2 separate regions of the Bicyclus anynana genome follow, and region 1 is linked to region 2. A link is a contact called in public Hi-C data. All regions are on one chromosome and are shown on one strand. Each heading gives the region's core, a stretch centred on a gene start, on an enhancer-like site or on the middle of the called end of the contact. The rest is flanking DNA. Distances are from core to core; before and after follow the strand shown.

Region 1 (2,700 bases), core at 127-2,626, 83 kb before region 2:
ACAAGCTAGCCCGCTTCCATCTTAGATTGCATCATCACTTACCATCAGTGATTGTAGTCAAGAGCTAACTTGTAATGAATAAAAAAATAAAGATAAATTCCAGTTTGTAATGCCTACCTACCCTTGTTAAATACCTTGTGCGCGCCTGTAGTCGTATGATGATGGAGCCATTACCTGCTGCCCTGCACCCCTGTGCTGGTCTCTCTAGTGCTGTTGACGCCCATCCACCGGTCAACGTTCCCGCTTAGTAGACTCTGGTCGCACGCCAGGGTGCAGAGAGACGAGTTCTCCGCACTCGCCTGTAAGCATAGACAAGGACGTAAACTAGTGATGATGATGATGATCATCATCATCATATCAGCCGATGGACGTCCACTGCAGGACATAGGCCTTTTGTAGAGACTTCCAAACATCACGATCCTGAGCTTGCATCCAGCGAATCCTAACGACTCGCTTGATGTCGTCAGTCCACCTGGTGGAGGGTCGACCGACACTAGTACGGGGTCGCTATTCCAGCACGTTAGGACCCCAACGTCCATCGGCTCTTCGAATTATGTGCCCCGCCCATTACCACTTCAGCTTTGCGACTCGTTGAGCTATGTCGGTGACTTTATTCTTCTGCGAATCTCCTGATTACTGATTCGATCACGCAGAGATACTCCTAACACAGCTCGTTCCATCGTCCGCTGTGTTACTCTGAGCCTTCTTATGAGGCCTATAGTTAGCGACCATGTCTCGGTCCATAGGTCATTACTGGCAACACGCACTGTTCGAAGACTTTCGTCTTCAGGCATTGAGGAATTTCGGACGAAAAAACATACATAACGCCTTTGATTTTATTAAACCATTTCACTCGCGTGGTTCCCGTTCCCGTAGGAATAAGGGCATACAATAATTTAACCTGTAGCACTTGAGGATAGTGAAGCTTCAATACATTGAAAGCATTTTTAAATCGGTTCAGTAGTTTCTGAGCCTTTTCAATGCAAAGAAACAAACAAACAAATCTTTCCTCTTTATTATTAGTATGGTTTAGATAATGGTCCTATGTTCTTCCTCCAGTACGGAAAGCTTTTGTGCTAAAGTGTGGCTAACTAACATTATAACGAGGTAAACTTTGTGAGGTTGTAGGGATAATCTGTGGATCTACTGAATGGATTTTGCACAATTCTTTCATTATTGGGAAGCTACACTTTCCCCGGTGATATAAGCTTTATCCTCGTATTCCTGCTGGATCGTGAACCGAGTGAAACTAAAAAAAAAACCTGTGCTGTCATGGGACCTCCATCAGGCTGATTAAGGCTGGTCACTTTAGAAATGACCGGGATATCTTCGGGTGAAGTGACGGTCCGTGGAATATCCCTGGCCACGACTTCCATTGTATCAACGCAAATACATTGATCGACGAAAAACTGCAAGTGAAATTAGAAATTGAAATAAAGAAAGAAAGAACTTTAAGTGATATTTAAATTGGACTAAAACTGTCTTTTTTCTCTTTCTGTGTTACTGGTGGTACATGGTGAATAGAACCTTTCTATGGCATGGCTGGATTAAATATTAATTAGTTCAATATTTTATTGTATTTTTCTTCATTGTTACAAAAATTTTGGTTTGCAGTTTGGACATTTCAAATGACTTTGTTATGAAAGATTTGTTTTGATTGATAGATGTCAGTATTTTCCATAAAGAAGTTCTATAAATCAATGACATGGAAATATCTGAAGCCTAGGAGGAATGATAGAATTAAAAAATAACTTTCTTTTTGAACAAGCTAACTAAATAATAAGTCATAATATGTATTAATTTATATAATTTTATATATTAGTAGGAACGAGCTTTCCATGCTTACCTACCATCTTGCTCATGAGATTACCCTGAGCAGTCAACCGTTCTGATAGTTCTGTTCTGATATTCAAATGACTTAAAAACAATAACGGTCATCAGAACGACTATCAGAACAGTAAAGCTGTCAATGGCCTTATGGCTAAAATCCTCGATCAATATGTTATGAAGCTTTTGCTGGACTAAGAGTCATGAATAGGCATAGAAGGCTGGAAATCCTTCAGATGACGCATAATGTAAGTAGGTTCCGAATGAGCTATGCTCAAAGTATCTCTGCGTGATCGAATGAGAAAATATTATAAAGAGATGTGAAAAATTTCACGCGGGCGAAGTACATATTGAATTTAAAAAAAAAATAATTATATTACGTGAGTTATTCTTTCTTGACATTAATTAATGCATAACACTTCAAACGAACTTGCAGTATTGGCCACACTTGACTGACCAATTAAATTAAATTATCAAAAGGTAAACCCAAAACGGTATTAATTTGTTAATTCGGTAGCCCGTGGCGGAATGTACGTCCTACAAAAGTTGCGTTTTTTCATCCACTTGATTCTATTCTTTATGTCATTCTTTGTGTGGTCTGTGTAAAAAGGCGCGAACCGCTGGACGCCATTGTTCGAATACGATTTGAATTTAGAACGCCGACGTCCCGCCGTTTCATTATTCGCGGGTGCCGATGTGAAAAAAGTTTTTTTATTGTCAATTGATATGGAACCTTTTTTGTCTATTTTTTCTTAGCAAGTAAAAGTGAATTAGCTGTTAATGTGTGTATTAAATTAAAAAATCTAATGTTTTGACTCAGTGAAACTTTATTGTTATATACCTACCTATTTGGAGAAATAGATTTAATGCATT
Region 2 (2,700 bases), core at 155-2,654:
AGTCCGTGATAGCCCAGTGGATATGACCTCTGCCTCTGATTCCGGAGGGTTCGAATCCGGTCCGGGGCATGCACATCCAACTTTTCAGTTGTGTGCTTTTATGAAATTAAATATCACGTGTCTCAAACAGTGAAGGAAAACATCGTGAGGAAACCTACACCAGAGAATTAAGAAAATTCTCTGCGCGTATGAAGTCTGCCAATCCGCATTGGGCCAGCGTGGTGGACTATTTGCCTAACCCCACTCATTCTGAGAGGAGACTCGAGCTCAGCAGTGAGCCGAATGTGGGTTGATAATCAGTCAAAGCCACAATTGCCCATAGTTCACTTACTTGTAGTAAGTGAGTAGTAGGTAGGTACTTACACCATTCTTTTTTTTCATATTCCCATTTCCCTCCAACTAGTGTATTAGGAGACTGTATTAAGAGTGGGTACGACAATAGACCAACGGGGCGAGGACCACCACTTTTCAGTGATGAGTCCGACCGCTCTAACCGATGAGCTATTATCTAAGGCTCTTACTATGCTTGAAGCGGTCTGTGGACTCTGTGGACTCATTGTAAACCCATATTAGATAAGGAATTATCCATTTTGTGTAATTTGTATGTATAATGCCTACCCTAGTAAAGCCACTTAAAGGCCTTGTGTACGCCATTGCCTATTTTCAGTTTTTCTTAAATGAGGTAAAGTAAAAAGGAAAGTATAAAATAAGGAAAGTAAAGACGTACCACCAAGTGATTTAGCGTTCCGGTACGTTGTCGTGTAGAAATGGGTGTGGATTTTCATCCTACCCCTAATAAGTTAGCCCGCTTCTATTTTAGTTTGCATCATCACTTACCATCAGTTGAGATTGTCAAGAGCTAATTTGTAAAGAATAAAAAAAATGAAATATAGGTACGTACTTTTTCTTTAAACTAATTTTCAGTACTTGGAAATTTTGGAAACAGGCATTGGCGTATTTTTATTGTATTGGCGTATTGGCATTGGATTATTTCCTGGTTCCCGACATGAAGTCTTTTATTAGTATCATAATAGAAACAGTAGCCCAGAACCCTAGGGTGGGCTCAGGTCCATTCTAGGGTGGGCACAGCCCACCCGTTTCGCACGTTAGCGAGAGCACGTTAAGTCGCCAATTCAAGTCATTATCAATTGGTACAGAGTCAAGCATTAGGTATCAATCAATCTAAGCCCGCCAACCTACATTGGAGTAGCATGGTAGATTTAAGGTAAATCATCTCTGCCCTGCAGGCGATTTAAATAGTCTAATGATGACAATGATCGGAAAGTCATAAGTTCAATTCTTAGACAGGATTAAAATATTGGAAGCCGTTGCTGAGCAAGACAGAAATAGAACAACCATCAGCCAAAGCTCTTGCTAAATAAACCTTGTATTAAAATACTACTATCGCCATCTAGCAGTTGCCATTTTTATTAAAATTAGTGCCATCTATTGAGTGCTCTTTGTACTACGTAACACTTTTGTTAAAGAAAATATGGATGCCACTGAGTTCAGTAAATAATTGTTAGATAGAGTTACTTTAAAACTATGTTTGACATAAGTACAAGTAAAAACAATAATTACTTAGTTAATAGTATACTTAGTAATTAATATATAAAATTTTAATTCTTCGAAAATAGGTTTTTAAATATAACGCCATCTATTGAGTGCTTTTTGCACTACGTCGTGTAACTAAGTAGTACAACGTAGAATTGCTAGATGGAGCCACATAGCAACAAAATCTTAGACCATTAATAACGGTCTAAGAACAAAATGAGAAACATTTTCATTTTAATAATAATAATTTATTAATTAAAATATAACGGTATATTCACAATATAAGATAACGCACTTGTATAAACATAATCAGTCTTATTTATACATTATAATTTATAGAGGTTAAGAGCCAGTGGACACTACTTTGTAATAGATAAAAGATAAAACCTAATATTAAATAAAGTCAAGTTGTTAGATTATTTAACCGACTTCTATTTAGCCAAAGTATGTCTTTTCAAGTAGGTATGTGAATTAAAATTACCCTAAGAATATATAAACTATGAGCATGCAATGGCCAGACATAACTCTTTATAAGAAGACTGAAAGTTTGTCTGGATATCACATGTTCCGGTTTTAATACACCTACATATCAAAATATTTGGTTACTTGTTAAAATCGATTCAAAACATTGGTAGATAATTGCCCTATAGAAGGATTAAAAATATTTTGAGATTTATTGCATGCCTAGATTAGATTTATAATAACCCTATTTTACTTCCTATAGGTGTCAGTATGTTAACCCCTTTTGTTCCATTTCTTCGCGTATTTCTTCTGGTTTAGGCCAAAATATTATGAGTAAGGTTGATCCTGAAAGAGAAAAACAAAATTAATAAAGATTTTTTTTATTTGTAGGTAATACGGACCATTTGACGGCTTTTATAAGCGTGGTGCATTTACAAGACGAAGGTCCTGGGTACGATTCCCGTCTAGACTGATTGAGGTTTTCTTAATTGGTCCAGGATTGGCTGGTGGGAGGCTTCGGCCGTGGCTTGTTACCACCATACCGGCAAAGACGTACCGCCAAGCTATTTAACGTTCCAGTACAAAATCGTGTAGAAACCTAAAAGGGTGTGGACTTTGATCCTACTCCTAACAAGTTAGCCCACTTCCATCTTAAATGCATCATCACTTACCATCAGGTGAGAT

What was found. A called contact is a pair of places that touch in the nucleus more often than the background predicts.
Region 1: a contact with region 2 is called in a Hi-C map of whole body, with 3 times the contacts expected there. The contact joins the promoter of LOC112053310 here to the enhancer-like site in region 2. A contact is called at or near these places in 2 of 2 Hi-C or Micro-C datasets (whole body and whole larva).

What each region holds. Positions count from the first base shown.
Region 1 is chr10:1,340,403-1,343,102 of ilBicAnyn1.1, reverse strand. It overlaps LOC112053310, which reads right to left and starts at 1,376. Exons shown (of 10, transcript XM_052883998.1): 1 at 1,263-1,376; 2 at 175-299. The coding sequence starts at 1,376.
Region 2 is chr10:1,257,840-1,260,539 of ilBicAnyn1.1, reverse strand. LOC112047920 (synaptic vesicle glycoprotein 2A) reads right to left here. Exons shown (of 11, transcript XM_024085223.2): 11 at 1,781-2,361. The coding sequence ends at 2,282. Among protein-coding and RNA genes, the nearest start is that of LOC112047920, 21 kb to the right of the region's middle. Within about 2 kb of position 1,404, at least 4 of the 8 cell types and tissues checked have open chromatin away from gene starts, as enhancers often do.